Regions from separate parts of the Gossypium arboreum genome. Here region 2 is linked to region 1. The links are chromatin contacts, called in public Hi-C maps. All regions are on one chromosome and are shown on one strand. The core of a region is the stretch at or near the end of the contact, and the rest is flanking DNA. Distances in the headings are between cores, read along the strand shown.

Region 1 (4,847 bases), core at 618-3,117:
AATTTAAATGAACACAAAGTATAAGGACTTAAACACAAATTCAATATTTCTACTTCAAAAAAAGAAAATCTATTAATTCAAGTAGGGTTGGTTTACAAATTACGGAAGAAAAAGGACAAAAGGTAGGGGAGAATTTCAAAGAAAAGGACCTATCAATTACCAATTACATTAAGTAGTCATTATGAAACTTTAACTTAAAATTTGAATGTATGTGCAAATCTATTTAGATTTAAATTTTTTTTTGGATATATCATAATATTGATTCAGATAATATTTACTACTAAATAACATGAATTTGAAGTTTTAATATTGAGTTAATATATAAATTGTATGCATTATTAATTTGGTGAATTTTCAAAGGTTGTGATGAAATGGGTAAGCAAATAGATCCCCGCCACCTCACCACACCACCTTAATCCTTATCCACTTTTCTTACCTAAATAATGCAATCCACAAAAATGTTCACATCAAGTTAAAAACCCAAAATTAATTAATAAGTTGATGTTCCAATCACATACTAACGCAACATCATTCATACAATACCCCTTCCCTTTATTTAATAATTATTTAATATAGCAGCAGCTGCCGCCGCTCACGGCCGGGATCTTGAATGACATAAGGTCATCGACCACCCTGCGCTGCCGCTTACTCTTTTAAACATCTTACTTACTACTACTACTAAATTGACCCATTGAAGAACTTTTAAAAAGGACGATATATATATTTACATGCAAATCCTGCTCCTTCAGTAGCTGCAACCTTCTGCTAGTGGTTTTGCTACCATCCGCCGCCGTCAGCCACCGCCTAATCAACGGTGATGCTTGCTCCGGGTCTCCCCGCTGTAAAGCCTGCATCCCATCCCATCCGGACCAAACTTTCTTCTTAAATTTTAGTTAACACCCAGAAATTAGATCCATGCAAATTACACTAATTATTAATCTTTGGTTATTTATCATCTTATAGTAAATTGACAAGAATAATTAAAAAGAAAAGCTTATAAATGGATTAATGTAATAATTACAGCATACTGTTATTTCCACGCAGCTACCAAACAAAGAGCCAAGTTTTCCGGCATGATCTGTCTCTGAGCCTCCGTTTGGTTGCTGAGAAAACGTTAGGAAAAAAAAAAAACAAACAGGAAAGTTTTTGAGGCTTCCTTTTTGAAAAACTCTTCATTTTTGTACTATATATTAAAAAGAATCCAAATTCCAAAACATCTGGTTAATATATATATATATATATATGACTCTTCTATGATTAATTTTCTCAGCAACCAAACAGATGGGGATCACAAACATCCAAAAAGCAAAATCAAAGTCCCACTTATATATATCCAATTATCCAAGCTAGCATGCATGCAAATAACTGAACAAGAAAAAAAATCTGTACGAACCAGTCATAAACAGTAGGAGAGTTAGGTTGAGGCTTGTCGAAAACTTCAGCGCCAATACCTTTGGTTGCAAGGTTGCTACCTGGATTGAACACGCTCCTCCACACGTTGTCCCTACGAGCCGACACCGGCGTCGATGGTGTCCCAGGTGTCGTCGGACTCGTCGGCATCGCCATTGATGAAGCCTCATCTAATGAAAAGATTCAATTTCAGAGTGAAACTTAAATGTCCACAATACAAATGATGAAATGCAAAAGCTAATTGTTTTTACCTTTGGTGGACAAGGGTGGGGTGGTGGTGATCTTCCTCAGCCGGCCAAGGCCACGTTCCGGTTGAGGTCCGGCCACTACATCATCCCAAAGTTTCTCTAGCAGAACCATTTTTCTTTTCTTTCAATTATATCTCTTCTCTGTTTGTGTTTTTAGTGCTTTTGGGTGGCTTTTATTTGGCGGCATATATAGAGGAAGATTCAGCCCAAAATATCTTTCCTGCCTACTAATATGGATATTGATTTTTGCTATTTCCAATCATTTGCTATCCGGACAACATTCATTTATTACTTTAATTTTAAGATATAAATTATTATTTTACATATTGTAAGTAAAAATTACAAAGGAGTATTACGATTGTTTTAAATATATATTTTGATTTTTTAAAAATTAAATAAGAATATTTTGATTAGATGCAATTGTATATAAAAATTTTAATTTTAATTTAATTATATAAAGAAAGTCCTAACTATTAGTTTACTTATTATATATATAAACAATTATATTTATTTATTATGAAGATGATTGATTTTTTCTAAATGTGTTAGTGTATTTTCATATTGCTTGCTACTTTTAATTAAAATTAGTTTAAAATAAACTAACTAAAAAATAGGATATAATTTTTAGTTTAGTGGGTACAATTAATTAAGCTTTAATTCTTAATTCGTTTAATTATACCAAAAGAGAGTTATTATACAAAATTGAAAATGTACTATTTAAATAAAAATCTTTAAATTTTAATGAATATTGGCAATAGAAGATTGAAGAGTGGAGATATGGAAACGGATGGATAAGAATGAGTAAAGGGAAAGGGACCCGCAAAATAGTATTCTCAATTAAAAATCAGAAGAGAAGAGGAGAGAGTGGGTTAAAGGTTTCAGTCACAAGTGTGACCCTCTCATACAAGTTTTGTCCTATTCTTCTCGACAGCATCATCATGTATTACAAGATGACACGTGGATCTCATTCCCTTACATCATTATGGAACTTCTTTCAATGAGCTTTTCATAATAGTTTATGTAATTAATTACTTAAATTCTTACGAAATTTATAATATTTTATTTAATTGGCTGATATATATTTTTTAAAGAAAACTGTCAAAATATATTAAAGAGAATCTCAGGCCACCCAAAAGCAAGAGAGTAAGAATACCCTCCATTTTAGATTAACCCAACCCTTTGCATGCTTGGAAAAGAATCGTTCTAAATTTTCGATGCTAGTGAATCGCTCTAAATCTGGAACATTCTGCAAATTACTAGTTTCAGTTTCAGTTTCAGTTTCAGTTTCAGTTTCAAGATTACTAGCCATTCTTCAACACAACCAAGGTTCGTCTATGCATAGATTGTCTATCCATTTGCACCATTTCCTGTACTGCCACTGGAACTTCCACCACCCACCACACATTTCAGTTCCGACTTAACCCTTCTCTGGCCAACAGGTGAGCCATTCTATTACCTCCTCTTTTTATATGTTGAAATTTAATTCATTCAAACATAAATGTAACACTTTCATACTTAACTCGATTGTCGGGTCACAACACCATGGTATTATATTTATTGCCAGAGTAATTGCTATTAAATTCAATTTATTTTATCATTTTAATCGCGTTACTAAGATTAAATAGAGTTTAAAACATAATTAAAAAATCTATATTAATTCAATTCGAACTTTCGATGGCACTTATAACAATTTATAATTGAATTAGGACTAAATTACAAAATTTTCAAAACCCCGATCTGTCCTTGTGACGTTTCGGTTTCTCATTACGATGTCACTCATTGACTTGAGTTCGTCACAACGTGGTACATTCGACGTCGCGATGTGCACCCTATTTCGTCAATTTTTCCATACTTCAATTTTTTTTTACCACCTAAGTCTTGTTTAATTAACATATTCCAGATCAACTCAACTAATGCATCATTCATATCATTCACATGTATCTATTTTTATATTTCAACATCATTTGATTCTCAATCAAATTTATGAGATTAGCACTACTTTTAAAATTTTACACATAAGCCCATTAAATCATCATAAAACAATTATTCACTTAATGTTTCATCAATTCATTTACACTTTACTTGTATATTAGCAATTCCATCATTTATAAAAACTTTTTAATATTACGCTTTTTATTATTTTTCCTCCACCTTCTCTCCATTTGACATCTTATAAGTGTATATATATTTATACGAGTGTTTATAACTTCTAGTATAGCATGCTTATATCCAACATTAATTATGTTTTCACTAATTACATATTTTTAACAGGGTTGTCCACTAGAGTAGTAGTCACTAAATTATTTATATCTTGACCTACAAAATTTGAAATTAAGATTTGCTTTTTGTTTTTGAAACTAGACTCAATGAAATTTTTACAACAAAATTTTAAGAATTTCTACTTAAGTCAATTAATATAGTTTATTCTTTAAATCTTCCCCTGTTCTACTGCTAGGCAACTATGACCATTCTTCACTAAAAAATTATTATCTTTTAGCATAATTCTTGTATTAAGTTTCTATTTTTTCCCTTGAAAATAGACCCATTAAAATTTTATTCATATGAATTTCATCTCCTAAACATTTTTGTACAATTTATAATGATTTTTCAAAGTTAGAACACGGGAACCCAAAATTATTCTGATCTTGTCTCACAAAAATTATTATATAGCATAATCTACAATTCCATTGCTTACACCATTTCTTTTATGCAAAACTAGACTAAATAGGATGTAATTTCATACTTGATTCAACCTCTAATTTGATTTCTAAATTTTTTGGTGAATTTTCAAAGTTTAGTTACTTCTGTTGTCCAAAAACTATTTTAGTAGAAACATTTTCTTTTCCTTGGTTCTTTTGCACTAACTTTCATCTAATCATATATATTTATTATACTTTTAGTTACTGTCCAAGTTAATCACTTATATTTATATGTTGATAATATATTCATTTCTTTACCTTAATATGTATGTAACACCCCCAACCCTTATTCATCGTCGTAATAGGGTTATGGAGCATTACCGGACATTACAGATCAAATACGAACAATTCATAATTATTCAATCATAAACATCATAATTCAATTAACTTCATTTGAGCCAAATATAATTTCATACCAAAACATACTATTTATAATCTTAATATAGCACATAAACTTATATATAAGTAACCAACAACATTTTGTAACATA
Region 2 (5,071 bases), core at 690-3,189, 690 kb after region 1:
GAATCTCGATAAATACCCCTCCAGTCAACATGGGGAATTCTACCTTTCGGTCTCCTATCTAAAAACCCGCTCTTTTATTTTTCATATCACCTCACGCGCCCACTTGTTTTTTTCTTCCCTCTAAAACAATGTACTCTTGGGTCCCACAATCCCAACCCTCTTCCAAACCTAGCCACTTGTGCTCCCACCCTGATTGCTAAACGGAAAATCTCAGAAAGGAATTATAGCGAATCTTTTTTATTATTTCCATCCTTAACCAATGGCATGAAGAAAAAATAATACCAAAACTGTAATTACTATTTATTTGCCCATGGTTTTGGATATTTTGACAAATCTGGTGTTGGGAAAAAATTGGTTCATCTATGCATTTCAAATGGTTCTAAAAATGCAATTACCAGCACCCATTTCCCAAAACTTGAATCATAAGTAATTTTTCAAATTAGTACAAATTAAGGAAGTTTGATAATATATCAATTCAGCAACCAACAGAACAAAACAAAAAGTAATGCGCTCATAACACTAATTAAAAATAGATCAGCAAAACACGTAAAGTTATCCATCATAGATCAAGAAATTGCCGGAATTAGTTTTCAGATTCCGGCAGAAATAATTACTATCAAACCCATAAATATACGTAAATCAAAAAAAGAGGAAACAACTAGCGGGATTAAGGAAACTTGTTGTGCTTAATTCATAGGGGGAAAAATTACAGTAATTAGTTATTAAAACAACAGACAAAACTGATGTTTATCTGCTGCAAAAAAGGAGTTCTTGAGCTAACTATACACATAATCTGGGCCATTCGATTGCCACGATAGATCACATCAAAATATCACAGCTGTTGCCGTAAATTTATCTCTTTTTTTTTTTTGGGTCTCATTTTCTCTAAAATCTACCTTCGATATTTCCTCGGGACTGCTAAGAAAGTTATGTTTAAACAACGAAATTTTAAAAAACTCGTTTTTCTTTTTTGCCTTTCCGCTTTGACGATCTGCCAATATTAAAAAATAAATCAGGCAATTTCCGGCACGGCAGGTTGGTTGAGATCGATATTGAGAAGCGGGCGCGACTTGACCTCGTGGTGGTTCAAATCAACGACGGATGATGAGTCAGAGTCGCTTTGTACACCATTAAACGTCGCATGAAGATCATGATGATCGAATCCAAACCGTTGAAATGGGTGTCCTTTCACTGCACCAGGCCGAACGAACGGTTCAAAGTAGAAAACTTTGCGGCCCGCAATATATGGCACCGGTGAAGCTTGCTGGAAAGGAAATCTAACAGCCGTAGGCACGTAACCGGTAACCGCCTCACCTTGTACGAGGTTGAGATCTAAAGGCGAAGAGTCAACCATGAGCGCCGGCTCACGGCTCGAGGATTCCACGGTGCTACTCTGGCTAGGGCTATGGTGGTGGTTGTTACCATTACTTTTACAGTTATTACCTTTGCCGAGATTCTCACAAGGGACCGGAAAATTAGTCTTGGCCTTGGCGCCGCGAAATTCCCTAGCGGCGGCGTCGTAGGCTCTGGCTGCTTCCTCGGCCGTATCAAAGGTTCCTAGCCAAACACGGCTCTTCTTCCCTGGATCTCTGATCTCAGCAGCGTAACGCCCCCATGGACGCTTCCTTACTCCTCTGAAATGAACCTCGTTATTATTCCCAGTACCCTTGACGGCCGCCGTTTTCTCCCTCGGTGCCATTTGAGAAGGGAAAGCCTCAGTTTTCTGTTTTCCGCTTGAAGAAAACGAAGAGTAGGGCTATGTTTTAATGTTCTCCTTTGGTAAAAGGGTATTTATGTGTGGGGTTGAGATAGAATGGAGGAGGGCGAAGCGAGGAGGATTTTATAGAAGGGGAGGAGAGGAATCGGCGAGGAATTGAAGCAGAGTCTAATGAAGGGTACAGTCAAGGAGGGATTTGACTGAGAGGGCGGCTGCCTGGTGGCAGTTTTGTAAATAACGTGACACGTGGGTTATCTTATTTATATCATCATGGCTATTATTATACTATTATCTAACGGATGTTATGATACTGTTGATTGCGTGCGGTAGTATGGGTCTCCATCTCACACTCTCTTCCATCGCGTCCTTTCACACAAAGTGGTGGAAATGGGAACAAGTCGCGTGGGGTAGGGATGTGAAGTGAGAAGAGGGAGTTCCAAAAAGTTGTCGGCATATTCTGCTAACTCGCCGCGTGACATTTGGTTATTTTATGGGTTGATACGATAAATAAGGAGTGGGGGGCGCTGGCTAGTGGCTAGCCCTTTATTTTATTTGTTAAGCCCCGACCCAGCTCCTTTTGAAGCGCTCGCTTGGACCAACAGGTGTTCCTCAGCAATCCAATTACAAGTGGGCACGTTTCATTTGTTCCTTACGCGTGTTGATTGCCACTTAGCAGTCGTAGAAACAAAAACAATAAAGCCTCCTCAGTCTAACGCCTGCTGCCCACATGATTAGCTTCTGACGTCTAGTATCATTTTCACCCGACAGCTCCCACCCTCACTCTCTTTCAACTTCTCGTCAATCTCACGCTCATTTACCCGCTTTTTAACATGGAATTGTTTGAATTTGTGATCAAGAAGCAGTAGTAATAATTTAATAATTATTTGTTGGTTTGTTGGTTAAGAGAGTGTATGAAATAATAAAGTGGAATAACAACTAAAGAAGTGGTCATAGAAATTGAGAAGGTAAATCTTATTACAACAACCGTATAGAATAAAAAAAGGGTTTAGTTTCTTAATGAGTTGTGTTTTCTAGAAAATTCGTAGATTATAGGACAAATGTTTATATAATTAAAAAATAGGGTGGTGTGGGGGACAGCCTGGGGGGCTGCCCACAAAAATTTCCTAAGATTTCACGCTCCACAACACAGCCACCAATTTTCTGCTGCCGGCTGTTGAGCGGAAACGTTAGGCCCCACACCTTTGAAATTAATTTAAAATTATGGTTGAGCCTCATTTCATTCTAACGGAAAAAATAGGAATTTTTTTTTTAAATTTTAAGTTAATTGAGTAGAATTATTCGACAGTTTCAGATAATTTGAATAAATAAATTAAGTTTTAAGTTCTAGTTAAATTGAATTTTATAATTTAAATAACTTAAATAATGAATTAATGTATATATACCTTTGGTCTTTGCTCAATTTTAAGAATGAGTTAATTGGTCTTTCTTTCAATAAAAATTTAAATAATTTTTAAATATTTAATTTTTATAAAATTTTAAAATTTATATTTTAAAATTTTTTATAAAAATACAAAAATTCTAAAGAATATATAAAATAGTTTTAAAAAATTATAAAATAATAATTTTGAAAACTTAAATAAGTAAATTAACTATTTAAGTTGATTATACTAAAATATCTTTTTTATTTTACTTTGAAATCGAAAGAGTTTTTAAATATATATAGTTTCAAATATATATATATATATATATATACTCTAAAATAGAATTAATTATACGGTGACAAGATTTTAATTTAACATATTTAATTTTTTAATTTAACTCTATCACCTTATTTGATTTAAAAAAATCAAATAGAATTAAAATAATAAAGTGAGACTCATCAACTTAATTAACTCAATATTTTTTACTCAATTTTATCCTAGTATTCACCTCTATTTAAAACCATCATGTTGTTCTACTGCTTCAAAATCTCACTTCCATTTCAATATTTCATTTTCCTTGGTATGAAATTTTAATTTAGCACTGATTGGTACTTATGTAATTCAAATTTATGATTTTTTAGGATTGACGTGAAAAGAGTAGAGATATAATGAACTGGTAAAAGAATCAATAAATTTTATTTTTATATTTTTATAAATATATTTTATAAGGTAACATATTTAACTTATATTCTTTCCGTGTGTATTTCGATGAGAAATTTAAGACTTCTTTGTTTTGTTTTGTTTTTTTTTCAAACTGCTAATCTTTTAAAATGTAATATTTCAAAATCCTAGATTTCGTGAGGTTTTTTTCGGTAAATAATTTTACAAAAGATTAAATTATTTAAATTTCATGACTTAAAAATAATTATAAAAGGAATAATAATATTAAAATTATAAAATACTTTTCTAGAATATAAAAATATACGATATAAATATCATTAGATTTGTAAAAATATATTTGTACCAAGATATAGATAACCTTTTAAAATTATAAATATATTTTAGAATTAATAAAAATGTTATTACATTATTTACCTTTAAAAGTTGCTCTTAATTATCACTTTAGTACCTAAAGTTTTGTTTGTATTTTGATACCTAAAGTTTCCAATTTAGTATTAGGTTTCCCTAACCATTAACAACGTTAAGAAAAAGCTGAAGGGGTGTCCTCCCTGCAAACCCACGTCGAACAATCTTTATTTTCTTTAAATAAATTAAAATATAGAAAAATATAAAATTATGAAAAATCCTAAAATGAAAATATATAATTTTTCTTCGAAAATAGGTAAAATATTTTAAAAATGAATATTCAAAAAGAGAAGAATTTAGAAAAAATAGAAAAAAACAAAAAGGAATATAGGTTTATAAATATCTATAGTACTTTTTAATAATTTTGAATGTCTTTCAATTTTTTTAATATTTTGCATTTTAGGAACAAAAATAAAAAAGGAAAAATCATAAAAAGAAAAGAAAATCAGAAAAATAGTCATGCAACGAACATTTTTACTCAAATATACAAAATATATAAACTGTACATATACTTATATTTTCCTACTTTTTCCCCAATTTTTTGTTCTTTTATATTTTATATATTTAAAAATGGAAAGTATATTTTTATTTTTGGATATTGTTTTTATTTTTTATTTTTAATTTTTTGAGATTTTCTAAATTTTTGCTATTTCTTTTGAACTTATGCTCTTGTTGTACTATATACTTGGAATAATATTTGGTACACCTCAAATGGAGTTTTAAACTCTATAAACAAGTTAAGGGTTAACAAGTATCTTATAGGAGTATAATAAAATATTAAAAATATTTTTAAAAAGTGACAAATGACAATTTTCTAAAATTGATTGTGGAATACAAAAAAAAGTATATTATCATTGTATTAAATACTAACCTTATATATATTAAA

Evidence for each region. A called contact is a pair of places that touch in the nucleus more often than the background predicts.
Region 2: a contact with region 1 is called in a Hi-C map of leaf, with 3 times the contacts expected there. The contact joins the promoter of LOC108457936 here to the promoter of LOC108484143 in region 1. A contact is called at or near these places in 2 of 5 Hi-C or Micro-C datasets (both in leaf).

What each region holds. Positions count from the first base shown.
Region 1 is chr6:49,534,566-49,539,412 of ASM2569848v2, forward strand. LOC108484143 (auxin-repressed 12.5 kDa protein-like) reads right to left here and starts at 1,868. Exons shown (of 4, transcript XM_053029518.1): 1 at 1,662-1,868; 2 at 1,394-1,580; 3 at 1,022-1,103; 4 at 473-881. The coding sequence starts at 1,770. The coding sequence ends at 1,031.
Region 2 is chr6:50,224,968-50,230,038 of ASM2569848v2, forward strand. LOC108457936 (ethylene-responsive transcription factor 4-like) reads right to left here and starts at 1,940. Exons shown (of 1, transcript XM_017757150.2): 1 at 668-1,940. The coding sequence starts at 1,699. The coding sequence ends at 1,013.